Regions from separate parts of the Sus scrofa genome. Here region 2 is linked to region 1. The links are chromatin contacts, called in public Hi-C maps. All regions are on one chromosome and are shown on one strand. The core of a region is the stretch at or near the end of the contact, and the rest is flanking DNA. Distances in the headings are between cores, read along the strand shown.

Region 1 (7,120 bases), core at 3,079-5,578:
GAAACTTTTGTCTGTTTTCTAAAATACTCTATTTTGCATTCCCACTATCAGTATGCCACTAACGTTGCTATGCGTGGTTTTAAAATTTTTAGCTTTTCAAACATGTGTATAATGGTATCTCACTGTGACTTGATTTTGTGTTTCCCTAATGCCTTATGATGTGGACCATCTTTTAAAAATTGTGTTTATTTGCCATATTTATCTTCTTTGGTGAAGTGTTTGTTCAGATTTATTGCCCATTTTTGTGTTGGTTGCTTTCTTGTTACTGAGTTTTGAGAGTTCACCTTGTATTCTGGACATGAGTTCCTTGATTGTATATGTTAAAATACTTCCTCCCAATTGCGGTTCATCTCTTCGTTTTTAAGAATATCTTTCAAGAACAGAAGTTTTTTTTTTTTTTTTTTTTAACTTTAAATGAAGTCTACTTTGTCAGCTTTTTATACTTCTTGGGATTGTGCATCGTATAATAGCTGGGAAATCTTTACCTAACAAGAGGTCACAAAGATTTTTCTACTAGGTTTTCTTCTAGATGTTTTAGCGTTTTAGGTTTACATTTAGATGTATGATCAGTTTTTTTTTTTTTTTTTTTTTTTTTTTTTTTTTGTCTTTTTGCCATTTCTTAGGCCGCTCCCACAGCATATGGAGGTTCCCAGGCTAGGAGTCTAATCGGAGCTGTAGCTGCCAGCCTAAGCCAGAGCCATAGCAACGCGGGATCCGAGCGTGTCTGCAACCTACACCACAGCTCATGGCAACACCAGATCCTTAACCCACAGAGCAAGGGCAGGGATCGAACCTGTAACCTCATGGTTCCTAGTCGGATTCATTAACCACTGCGCCACAACGGGAACTCCCAATTAATTTTTGAATATAGTATGATGTACATATCCAAGTCCTTTTTGGCTTCAGCATTATTTACTGAGATCATCCTTTTTCCTCTGAATTCCTTTTGCACCTTTATCGAAAATCAGCTGTCCATACATGTGGATCTACTTTTGAACTCCATGCTGTTCCACTGACCTATTTGTCTTTTTTTTTTTTTTAATTTTTTTTGGCCTTTTGCCTTTTCTAGGACTGCTCCTGTGGCATATGGAGGTTCCCAGGCTAGGGGTCTAATTGGAGCTGTAGCCACTGGTCTACGCCAGAGCCACAGCAATGCCAGATCCGAGCCACATCTGAGACCTACTCCACAGCTCATGGCAACGCCAGATCGTAACCCACTGAGTAGGGCCAGGGATTGAACCCGCAACCTCATGGTTCCTAGTCAGATTTGTTAACCACTGAGCCACGACGGGAACTCCTGATCTATTTGTCTCATCTTTGCACTAATACCACACTATCTTGGTATCTGTAGCTTTGTAACAAACACTGAAGTCAGGTGATGCTGCTCCAGCTTTTTTTTTTTAATTTATTTTATTTTTTTATTACTCAAATGAATTTATCACATTTGTAGTTGTATAATGATCATCACAATCTGATTTCACAGGATTTCATTCCACAGCCCAAGCACATCCCCCCATCCCCCAAACTGTCTCCATAAGTTTTTCAATGTCTGTGAGTCAGCATCTGTTCTGCAAAGACGTTCAGTCTGTCTGAAAAAAGTCTGTCCTTTTTTTCAGATTCCACATGTCAATGAAAGCATTTGATGTTGGTGTCTCATTGTATGGCTGACTTCACTTAGCATGATAATTTCTAGGTCCATCCATGTTGCAAAAAATGCTGGTATTTCGTTCTTTTTAATGGCTGAGTAATATTCCATTGTGTATATGTACCCCATCGTCTGATCCTCTCCTCTGTCAGTGGACATTTAGGTTGTTTTAGCTATTGTAAATAGTGCTGCAATGAACATCGGAGTACATGTGTCTTTGTGAGTCATGGTTTTCTCTGGATAGATGCCCAGGAGTGGGATTGTCCAGCTTTTTTCTAAAGTTGTTTGTCTACTCTATGTCCTTTGCATTTCCATATGAATTGAGTCTTTCCTCATTATGTGTGATGACAGGTTTTTCATAGAGGCCCTTTATCTAATTAAGAGTTCCTTTCTATTTTGAGTGTGCTCAGAGTTTTTATAAGAAAGATGTTGGATCTTGTTCAAACATTTTTCTCTGCATTTATTGAGATGATCATGTGGTCTTTCATTTTAGTTTGTTATATGGTGAATTATATTTGTAAAACATTGATTGATTCTTGAATATTGGATTAACCTAATATTCTTACAATTAACTCCCCCCCCCTTAGTCATGAGGCATTATTCATTTTAAACAGGCAGTTGTCTTTTAAAGAGTTAAATGAGAAGAAAAAAAATCTAACCAATATAGTTATCATTTCACTGGGTCTTCAAACCTTTGGTTTGGATCCATATTTTTGTTTGGCATCATTTCCAGTCCCTTCCCTCCTCATACTTACCTTTCTGAAAACTTTATCAATTTTATAGTATGGAACTGCTGATGAGAAGGTCTTACCACTTTTATATGCCTCAATATCTTTATTTCATTCACATTTTTGAAAGATACTTTCACAGGTATAGATGATTGTTTTCTTTCAGAACTTTAAAGATGTTGCTTTATTTTTGGCTAACTTTTATTGTTTCTAACAAAACTAGGCCATCTTGCTTACTTTTGTTCCTTTGACTATAAACTGTCATTTTTCTTTGGTTTTAAGATTTTCTCTTTAACACTGGTTTTCAGAAATGTAATTTTTTTTTTCTTTTTAGGTCTGCACTTGCAGCATATGAAAGTTCCCAGGCTAGGATTTGAACTGGAGCTGCAGCTGCTGGCCTGTGGATAGCCACATCCATACCAGATTGGAGCTGCATGGCAACTCCAGATCCTTAACCCACTGAGCAAGGCCAAGGGTTGAACCCACATCCTCATGGATGCTAGTCATGGCAGTGCCCCAACAAGAACTCCCAGAAATTTGATTTATTATGTTATTTATAGCTGTTTTGTGTTTCTCGTGCTTGTACAAGGGGTTGGTTGAACTTGGGTCTGTTTATAATTTTTATCAAATTTTGAAAAATTGCAGCTATGATTTATTCCCATATTTTTCTGTTTCTCCCTTTCTTTTCTCCCCTTTGGAGACTCTAATTATATGTGTAACAGGCAACTTGATGTTCTCTTCCAGTTCAGTGATGCTCTGTTTATATTTGAGTCTGTCTTCTCCTTGTGTTTTATTTTGGGTAGCTTCTCTTTCTGTATCTTTATAAATTCACTAATCTTTTCCCTGTAATTTAATATGCTTTAAATCCCATTTAGTTTATTCTTTATCACAATATTGTAAATTTCATCTTTAGAAGCTGAATCTTTTAAAAAATATCTCCCATGTCACTACTTAACATGTTCAATATTTCCTCCAGCGTTTTGGACATAAGGAATATATTTATAATGAGTACTTGAATGTCATGTTCTCATAATTCTAGTATCTGTGTCCATTATGCTTTAGCTTCAGTTGAGTTTTTTTCTCCTTATAGTAGATTGTAGTTCTCTGCTTCTTTGTAGGTCTAGTAATTTTTGATTGGATGCCAGATATTATAAATTTTACCTTTTTGGCTGCTGGATATTTTTATAGTTTTATAAAGATTCTTGAGCTTTGTTCTGGGATGCAGTGAACTTTGCTTGGAACAGTTTAATCCTTTCAGGGTTTGCTTTTGAGAATTGTTGGGCAGAGACAGAACTGTCTTTATTTCAGAGTTAATTATTCCTCATTACTGATGCATGGTACTTTTGATCTCTACCACATCGCTCATGAATTTATAATGTTTTCTCATCTGATTAGCAGAAACACACACTAATCCTGGGCCTGCACATGTTCTAGGTACTGTTTCCTTTAACTTTTTCATGTAATCCCTCACACACATGCTCTGATCAGTATTCTCCTAATTACTCAAAGGGAACATTATCAGAGCTCTCTCTCCCTCCCTCTCAACCTGTGCAGTTCTCTCCTCTCTGATATTCTTCCTTGCATGCATTTCAGGTAAATTCTAGCTGCATGGTCTTCTTCTGCTACTTTTCTGCTACTTTTTTTTTTCAATACAGAGAACCCATCAGGCTTCCCTGGGTTCATTTCTTTTTTGTTTCCTGTCTTTAAGGGATCACTTTCTTTGTTGCCTAGTGGAGCCTCTTGTAAACCGTGGTTTATATATATATATTTTTTTTATTTTTCTAAAATTGTTTCAGGAGTGCAGGTACATACAGCCCCTGTTACTCCATCTTGGTTAGAAGCAGAAGTTCCCAGATCATGCCCTTAGTCATGGCCTTGATGAAAGAAATACTGGGGAAGATGACTCCTTACATCCAACCTCAGTTGGAAGGTCCGTTTGCCATCTTCCCTTCTGGCCGAGTGGGCCATATAGGCCCTTGGCTCAGGTTGTGGTCTTAGGAGCTGGGCTTGGGGTATAGAGCTGAAGAGCCCAGTCTTTCCTGTGGAGGGTGGAGAAGGGAAATTGCTATCTATATTCCAGATAAAAGAGCATCAGAACATAGACATTTTTTTTCCTCTAAAAAATATTTTCTGCATTCTTCAATTAAGTTGAAGATTTCTTTAGGCTCTGGCTTTTTTATTCAGTTCTCGTGAGTGAAATCCTACTTTTCATGCAGGAATTCCAATACAGAAGGAACTCTGGGTAGATCAGAGGATTAGTTGATACAGGTGCAGAAGGTATGGCATGTGAAACAGCAAAGCTCATTAGGAGAAACTTTTTAGATAAACTTTGAACAGAAGACTCTTATCAGGTTGAAGGCCTGGCCTGTGTTTTAAAATTATAACACACCTCTGTGAACTAAAAATCTAATGGGCTTAGAGCAGTTTAAACATTTATCTCCTGTGTAATCTAGCCTTTAAAAGCCTCTAAAGACCTTTTATGCTAATTGGCCTTCTGGGCCATGTTATTCAAGTTGAGAACTTTTACTTTAAAAATCATATTTCTTTGTCAAACAGAAAATCCTTAGACTCCATGTTTGTGTCTTCTCCCTGTATGCCTCAAGGCAAATACATCGATAAATGTCATAAATTCCTTGCCTTCCAGAATGTTACTAGAGATTTATTATTGGGAAGAACAGAAATGGATCTGAAGCCTCAAATTCCAGGCTGTGAGTCTATACACAGAACCAACAAAATGTATCAAATGGATGTGGGTGATGAGGCCCAGGGAAGTTTGTTAGGTTTCTGGAACTGGAGGGATCTGTGCTTCTTGAAGGGACATATCAGAATGTCAGAGGGGCTGGAAGCCACAAAATGAACACAACTCTTTGTGACCATCAGTTTTATGTGTTGCTAAACATTTACAACATTTTTAGAAATAAAAAGATCTATTAGGATATAAAATGTAGAATTTGCTGCATTTTAGATAAAAATCAGACCTAGAAAAAAATACTGGGCCTTAGGTCACCTTGGATCACACCCTCAGAATGCAGGTGGTGGAGAGGTTCTGATCATTCTCCTGCATGGAATAGGGGTATTTCATTGGAAAACTTGAGAACCTTGCTCAAAAACTACAGTTACCCTACAAAGAGGAGGAGAGAGGAGCCCCTTTATGGAAGGCCAGCAGCTGTGCAGTGGGCATGGAGAGAAATGTTGATGGGCCGAGCCCATGCAGACACCCCTGAGAACTACCAAAATGGGGACAAGATCATTCTACTCACTCATTCATGTATGCACCCATCTCTCCCTCTCTTCCTCCCTCTCTTCCTTACTCTCTTCCTCCTTCCTTCTCCATCCATCTGTCTGTCCATCCATCCTTCCATCCATTTTATGGCCCTTATAAAATGCCTCCTCTGTATCTAGGATAGTAGTAGGTGATGAAAATGAAAAAGGATAAGAAATAGTCTGTGATCCCAAAGAGTTTATTATCTAGTGCAGGATTTCTCAGAGTTCTTCCTGCCGTAACAAATATAATTGTGGAAATACTTGCTAAATCTATTGAGCAGTGCCAAACTGTTCAAAGCGATTTACATGAAATAACTCATTTAATATTTATAATAACTCTTTGGCTCAAGCACTGTTATCATTTCCACTACACAGCTGAGGAGCAGGTGGACTTTGTTCTCTGGGCTGAGAGTTATTGTCTAGGGGGTTAAGTATGTTTATAAATAATTATAATGCTGTAAGTGTAATTTGAATACAAGAATAATAGGACCAGTTATTTCTGAGGAAGTGTAGACCCCTGATTCCAGATGGGAGACCAACTGAGCATGGCACCCCAACATGGAATTTCTTTCCTGCTAATTATCACAGAATCACAGAATCTGGGGCCTGCTACACGCATACCTTGTTTTATTGTTTTATGCTTGCTTTATTGCACTTTGCAGATAATGGTGTTTTTCACGTATTGAAGGTTTGTGGCAGGCCTGCCTTGAGCAAATTTATCAGTACCATTGTACCACTGTTCACTTCAAGTCTCTCTGTCTCATATTGGTAATTCTCACAGTATTTTAAACTTTGTCATTATTATTATATTTTTTATGGTGATCAGTAATCTTTGATGTTACTGTTGCAAAAAGATGATGACTCGCTGAAGGCTCAGATGATGGTTAACAACTTTTAGCAGTATTTTTAAACTAATGTATGTATATTGGGTTTTTTTTTTTTTGAGATGATGCTATTGAACACTTAATAGACTACAATATATGCATTGGGAAACCAAAAAAATCATGTGACTCACTTTACTGCAATATTTGCTTTATTGAGGTGGTCTGGAACCAAACCTACGATATCCCTGAGTTCTGCCTGACGATAACTTTTCACAGCATTTGGCGTGAGGTTTTGAACAACTTCAGTGGCAAAGCTCTCCCAACCTTACAAGGCAGCCCATTCTGTCTTTGGTCAGCCTGAATGGTGGGAAATACATGTATTATTAAAATCTGCCTCGTGATAATGTCTGAAAATCGGTCCTTGTCCTGTTCTTAGGGCATCGTTTCTTAATGTTCTGTGTACGGGGTGCTAATAGGCATCATATGGGGAAATAAAAGAGAGAGTCACGTACATAGTAGGTATAGTAAGTAAATTCTAACAAAGTTTTTTTTTTCTTAATTAGAGATTTTCTCAGAATCTTTTGTATGCTAAAGTTCTTTGTGCATCTCAGAGAGGGATTGCCTTTGTGGCATTTTCCAAATTTATTCACCCATGCAGC
Region 2 (7,120 bases), core at 1,678-4,177, 580 kb after region 1:
GGGTGGTGTGGGGGGGTGGAATGCAGGAGAACAGGAAGAGGATGTTTTCATCAGAAAGCCAGGTCTCCATCAGAGTAAGATGGTGGTGGGAACATCCAGGGACGAGGTTAAGGCTACTGGGTTTTGCTAAGAATGGACAGTGAGCTTCCCCAGGCCCAGAAGAGGGCAGGGTTGAGGAAGGGCAGGAGATGTCCTCTCTGTGTTCATGACCAATGCTGATCCATTTGGACTAATTACTTCCTTTGTTCAAAGCCAATATACCAGCCAACATATTAAGTATAATAAAAAAGCTAGTACAATAAGTATTCCATTTCCAGCTATAATCCCTCTCTTTCTCTTAGAGAACCTTCATCAACTCCACTTTCTGGCTAGAGTTAATTCTGCTCCAGTACTTAGCATAAAAGCAGTACATAGCTAAAAGCAGTAGTGAAGCTTGGCTTTTTTTCTGGGACCCAAATAAAAATCATGGCTGTTGCAGCTGCCTGTTCCTGCCCAGAAAAGCACTCTTTCTCCTTGCTGCAGTGGAGATGGGGGTTGGCGGGAGAAGAAACCAAATTCTCAGCTGAGTGTCTTCTAAGAGGCTCTTGCTATTTGCTAACACACAGTGCAACCCTGGCACCCTTTGTGGTTGCTCTGAAGGTCTCCCCAGGAGATACCCTTTCTCACAACAGCCCAGTGTTGATTGATTTCATGTCCACTTAGGATGGACCATGAAGTTGCTCTCTTTATTCTTTTTCTTTTTGCCCATGGCATGCAGAAGTTCCTGGGCCAGGGATCGAACCCACACCACAGCTGCGACTCAAGCCACAGCAGTGACAGTGCCAGATCCTTGAGCTGCTGCGTCACCAAGGAAGTCCATTTATTCTTAATTTATAATACCTCGCAGCAACATTACAAAGTTGAGGGTTACATTTTTATGGGTCATTCATTTATTCATTCAACAAGTATTTATTGAGTATTTCTAGACATGGCAGGAACTTATTAAGCATAGAGTAAGTAAACAAATTGATATGTAACGTAAGATAGCGATAAGTAATAGGAAGAAAAATAAAGCAGAGTGAGAGGGTAGAAAAATACAGGCAGGGAGTGACAACATTAGTGATATGAAATGGAAAACCAGTCAGTTTTCCTTTCTCCGTGTCTACAAGGTAAACACCTATTGCACTGCAACTGATTTCAAAGAATTTCAATGCAGCTGCCTGGGATATGGGACATTGTAAAAAGTCACCACAAGTGTTGCATCTTCAGCCTTGTTGATCTAGAAATCCAGTTTTGTCCATTCACCCAGGGAGGATCAGATTCTGACAGATTGATCCCGGCTAATCATACAAAGGGAGATACACTTATAAACCAGAGTGTTAGTTTCTTGATCTATAAAAGAAGGTATATCTGACCAGTCAGCAGGCTCTGCTCTTTGCTTGAGCATGTCTTTCTGGCAGGGAAGTCCTCTTAGAAAAACACACTAATGCCATATTTAAATGTTTGACTACCATGGCAACCCATAGGGACACTTTTGCATGCACCTATGCCTGCAGGTGTGTGATTTGAAGAGCAGACTGTGACTCTTTGTGATTAGAAAAGGGTATCCTACTTTCTGGTAGATACAGGCCCATGATGATGAGGGGAAGGTGGGCTGGATTTCACCCCCAACTCATTTCTTAGGGTAGGGGTCGTTGTGCAGTGTAAAACCTAGGCAAGAGTATATAGCAGACCTAATAGAAGCAGTGAATTAAAACAAGAGTAATTGGGTATTTTAAGGAATATTTCCATTAAAGTATATGGCATATGGTATCAAGAAGAGTGACTGTCATGAAATGATGTCTTTTCACCTTCCAGTGTATGTGAAACCTATTTAAAAAAATCAAAGTTTCCTTTGTTAATCCCATATGAAATAATGGATCCAACTCTAAAGAGGTCCTTTTGGTCTTTTCTAGGGCTGTACCCGCAGTATATGGAGGTTCCCAGGCTAGGGGTCTAATCAGAGCTGTAGCCACCGGCCTACACCAGAGCCACAGCAATGCCAGATCCCAGCTGCATCTGAGACCTACACCACAGCTCACTGCAACGCCAGATCCTTAACCCACTGAGCAACCTACAGTTACTAGTCAGGTTCATGAACCACTGAGCCATGACAGGAATTCCTTCTTTTTTTTTTTTTTTTTTTTTTTGTTAAACATCCAACAGTGGCTGAAAATATTTTAAAGTCATTCTGGAAAGTGTTCACATTTCCACACTCTATTTCACTGCAAGAAAAAGGGCAAATTCCAGCAAGAGAAGCTGGAATCCTGGAGAGAAAGAGATGAGACAACTTGGGTTTGCCCCTCCCCCTGCAAGGGTAGCTGAAATCAGCCAGTTCAGCAAACAATTGTACTGCCCCCCCACCCCCCACCTGTTAGAGAAAAGGACAGCAAACAACCTGCAAAAGGCCACATCAAGTTTTATCCTGATATGCAGGTCTGATCCACTCCCTTGCTGGGCCCCCTCGGTGTGGCCAAGCCTGGAGGTCACTCTTCCCCTTCCTTTCTCCTCTATCTGTCCTTCCCTGGGGCTTGCCTTAAAGGACAGTTTCTTGATCAGAAGAAATCAATTCTAAGACATTAACCACTTGAAAACAGTGATCGGGTCACCCCTACCATTCATGGGCTCTAAGACAAGAATGTGATAGAGGCCCACAAACCGTCTATGTATTTAGACGTTATCATCAATGCTAAGGAGCTGCTGAATGAAACATGTTCTGTTCTCCTACCTGATAAATGTACCTTCCAAGGGACCCAGAATGCCAGGTGGCAGTACAGGGAAAGCCAGCTCCTGGCCACAGCCAACCCTGCACTTGGGGTTTCCTCTGGCTCTGGTAGATACAACAGCTCACAGAGCCAAGCTCCATCCACATCCCCAGGGACGGCTGTCCCCAGGCCAGCCACCTCTGAGGCCTAAGGCTGTCAACAACAGGGTACGCCCCCTGGAGGTCAGACCAGGAAAGAGCCCGTGCAAAACCTGGGAGCCCGCTCAGTGGTGGCAGAAAATTCCAGGCGCCTGGCACCTTGATGAAGGTCTGGAAGGCTGGTCCTCGACTCCAGGTGGCATATCCTCTTGAGTCCACTGATTGCCCCACCACACGAGGATGGACAGGGCCAGAGCAGGGTCCTCTAAATACAGACCTGGCCTGGATCTAAGTGGTACTGTCACTGATTATTTGATTTTTAGTCCTAGCTACTTCAATTATGAGTCTGATCTCAAAGTGCAGTCCTGAAGAAGCCTGTTAAAATGTAAATTCCTAAGCCTTAGCCCAGACCTAGGAATCAGTTGATCTGGACAAAGTTTCAAGGAATCTTTATTTTTTTTTTTAATCTATAATGATTTTTATTTTTTTACATTATAGCTGGGTTATAGTGTTCTGTCAGTTTTCTACTGTACAGCAAGGTGATCCAGTTACACATACATATACACATTCTTTTTTTCTCCCATTATCATGCCCCATCATAAGTAACTAGACAGAGTTCCCAGTGCTATACAGCAGGATCTCATTGCTTATCCATTCCAAAGGCAATGGTTTGCATCTATTAACCCCCATTTTTTTTTTTTTTTTTTGGAATCTTCATTTTTAAACAATCTTCCTAAATGACTCTTACTCTGAAAGTTGAGAAATGTTATCAAACAGCTCGGGCCCTGCCTTTCACAGGAATCTATAAAATCTATCCCCTAACGCTGGGCCCCTGAATGAACTAATGAATGGCTCTCCATCCTAGAGATATTATCATCTAGATAACCTCGTGAGACTTCCAGAAGCTAAGGCCAGACTCTTCAGCAGAGGGTTAGATAAACACTGACCACACTGTACTCGCCAGTTCCAAGAACACCATTACTTAATTCCTGGCAAGTAGCAATGTAATTGAATAGGTCACAGTTTGCTTCTAGCCAGCTTCGTGGGAACACCGTGATCTCTTATCAAAGATTCTGAAAACATGCATGGTTTCCCAACTGTAGTGGGGCAATTTTTTAATTATTACTCAATTCTGTGCCATTTAAGTCCCCTCATTCTTTCCTTTCACCCACCATTCAGCAGTCTGTGGGCACCTTCTGAATAGCTCACCTTCAGGGTAGAACCATCCAGGCAGAACAAAAGCCATGGGTTATAAGCTACCAGGAAGATTTTGGTCAATCTATAGCAAAGACCACTGTCTGCTTTCTACTGGAAGGGGCATGCATCTGAGAGAAGAAAAGTGAGTTTCTCCTTTTTAAAAAAATTGCAAATACCAGAGCTTAACTTTAAATATCAAGATCCAAAACCCATGAATTCAGAGAACCTTATACCATAACCCACTGATAGAAGAAGAATGCATATGCTGACTTAAAGTAGGTAAAAATGTAATGAATGGGGGAGAAAAATCAGAGTGAATAGGACTGGAATTCAGACACTGGTAAGTCCCTGAGAAAGTCCCCAGCTTTCCATCCCCAGTACCAAGTTCTGAAGGGGACAGTGGGAACAGCAAGTTAGATATTCAAACAGAAACCCCAGATGAGACCATGGAAGGCTCTAAGGAGAAGGGCCAGAGCCTGGTTTCCTGGTGAGATGCATGCTTCCTGAGAGTCTGCAAGCTTCATAGAGAAATCCTACATCCCACATGGCACTGGAGTGATAGATGGGCAATGGTCAAGCAAATAGTCGAGCATATGGGCCTGAGAGAGCCCTGCACACCCAGCAGAGGCCAGCAGGGACAGAAACTACCTTAGCCCAAATTAACCACATCCCACCCTGCCCCTTTGGGATAGCTAGGAGAACTGAAGAACGAAGATGGAAGGAATCTGAGTTTCAAACTTGAAGCAACTGGATCATCTTATTAAGCTTCCATTATCCACCATTAGAACCAGAAAGCAAAGTTAAATTGCATTACACAGTTGCCAAGGGGGGAAAGGGTTCAGAGTGGCATGGACTGGGAGTTTGGAGGTGGTGATGCAAACTATTACATTTAGAATGGATAAGCAATGAGGTTCTTCTGTAGCATAGGGAACTATATCCAGTTTCTTGAGATAGACCAAGATGGAAGATAATAATAAGAAAGGGAATATATAGAGAGAGAGAAATTAGCACAATATTATAAATATTGTAAAAAAAAAATTGTCTCTTTTTTTTTTAAGGGCCACACCTGCAGCATATGGAGGCTCCCAGGCTAGGGGTCGAATTGGAGCTGTAGCTGCCAGCCTACATCACAGCCACAGCAACAATGGATCCAAGCCAAGTCTGTGACCTACACTACAGCTCACAGCAACACCGGATCCTTAACCCACTGAACAAAGCCAGGGATCAAACCTGTGTCCTCAGAGATACTAGTCGGTTTCGTTAACCACTGAGCCATGACAGGAACTCCAAAAATCTTTTAAATTTTTTAAAAATTTAAAAAATTTCATTACAGAGAAATTGATTATATTTTTTGCATGCCTGGGGTACACAGTCTGACCCTGTAACACAGGTAAAATATCCAACCTGCCACATAAGCAACAAATTCCTTGGACCTAGGCTGTTGTGTGTATGGCTATTTCCAGACAAGAACGTGTCACTTTTTACCAGCTTCCTTTTGAGAGGAGAGAGGAGACTCTTTCTGGATTCTCAGATTCATGATTTCAGATTCTGGAGCTATACTTCATGTGAAGCCCTCTTTGAAGCCTGTCACAGTTTAAACATCAACCTCAAGCACCTTGCAAGTACGTGTCTTTGCCACGTCAGGTCTGAGATTTGATTTTATCCTGCATACAAGCTAATAAGTTGACCCATTACTATTTCTTGGGTGCTGGCAGAAGACAAGAGGCTCCTGGATCAAAAACAAAGGACTTCATGGTCACAGCAAACACAGTAAGAAACCGGAGTATCAGTCTATTTGCCTTGGTTTCCATTGCCCTCTAGACCCACAGGGGTAACACGATGGGCCCCAGTGGATGATATGCGGTAGGTCCGTGTCACAACTGAGTTTGAAGAATCCAAATTTTTAGAGCAAAACGGTAAGCAAGACTTACTACCTGGGGGATTTTCCTCTGACCTCTCAAGATTTCTAGGTGCATAAACAACCCTGAGAAATGGTCCAGGTACAAAAGCAGTCGGGGCCTTGCAGACTCAGTATACCCAGCCTGATGGGGAGGACGAGAAAAGACCCAAAGATGACTGTCTTTCTCAATGTACAAGAGAGGAAACCTAGTGACTCAGGCTACAACATGGTATTATGGGCAAAGCTCCAAACAAGGCACCTGAAGGACCTGGGCTCCCATCCTATTCTGCCATCTAATGGCTACATGATAGTGTCAAAACCTAGTCCTTCTCATCTCTAAGCCAAGAATAATCACAGATGTCTTGCCCCCCTCCCTACATGGTTGTTGAAACTGAATGAGTTACTTTATGTGAAAACATAAGCTATACAACACTATACACATTAAAGAATTATAATTATCACAAATCCATCACCGCTTTCTTTAACAAATACCTCAAATGACATCTGCTTCTAATTTTTGTGCAGAGAAACGTGGGATATAAATGAAAAATACGCAAAGCAGACTTCCAACTTCAGATTGTATTAAGCACTAGTTTTCTTCTGTGCTGTAAACTCCTTAAGGGGTCTTTTTGTCCTGTTCATTTTGTATCGCTGGCACCTAGCACAGTGCCAGGCACGGAGTCATTATGGGTATGAGAATGGAATCTTCATAAATAATTGATGAGGCCATGTCTCCAAGAGGTTGGCCAAAAATGCAGAATTTTGAAAACTGTGTACAATTTTGCTCTTCTTTGTTCAGCTCTGGTTTTATGTCAAAAAAGCTCTTGTCGGAGTTCCTGTCATTGTGCAGCAGAAACGAAGCTGACTGGGAACCATGAGGATGTGGGTTCGATCCCTGGCCTTGCTCAGTGGGTTAAGGATCTGGCGTTGCCGTGGCTGTGGTATAGGTCACAGATGCGTCTCGGATCTGGCGTTGCTGTGGCTGTGGTGTAGGCCGGCTACAACTCCAATTAGACCCCTAGCCTGGTAACTTCCATATGCCACGGGTGCGGCCCTAAAAAGACAAAAAAAAAAAAAAAAAAAACCAAAAAACACTACATAGCTTTATAGTTGTTTCTAATAAAACAGTGTGTTTACAACAC

What was found. Hi-C and Micro-C count contacts between places; a contact is called where the count stands out from the background.
Region 2: a Hi-C map of retroperitoneal adipose tissue shows a contact between it and region 1, with 2.7 times the contacts expected there. The contact joins two enhancer-like sites. A contact is called at or near these places in 10 of 47 Hi-C or Micro-C datasets (alveolar macrophages, embryonic fibroblasts, fibroblasts and 6 more) and 2 of 2 datasets of contacts at active chromatin or transcription factors (alveolar macrophages and skeletal muscle).

Annotation. Positions count from the first base shown.
Region 1 is chr9:106,054,238-106,061,357 of Sscrofa11.1, forward strand. The region is part of intron 1 of LOC110255500 (a long non-coding RNA gene); the gene reads left to right. Among named protein-coding and RNA genes, the nearest start is that of SYPL1, 73 kb to the left of the region's middle. Within about 2 kb of position 4,329, at least 9 of the 83 cell types and tissues checked have an H3K27ac peak or open chromatin away from gene starts, as enhancers often do. A contact at or near this core is called in retroperitoneal adipose tissue, where this site is marked.
Region 2 is chr9:106,636,329-106,643,448 of Sscrofa11.1, forward strand. No RefSeq gene overlaps it. Among named protein-coding and RNA genes, the nearest start is that of PIK3CG, 65 kb to the right of the region's middle. Within about 2 kb of position 2,928, at least 8 of the 83 cell types and tissues checked have an H3K27ac peak or open chromatin away from gene starts, as enhancers often do. A contact at or near this core is called in retroperitoneal adipose tissue, where this site is marked.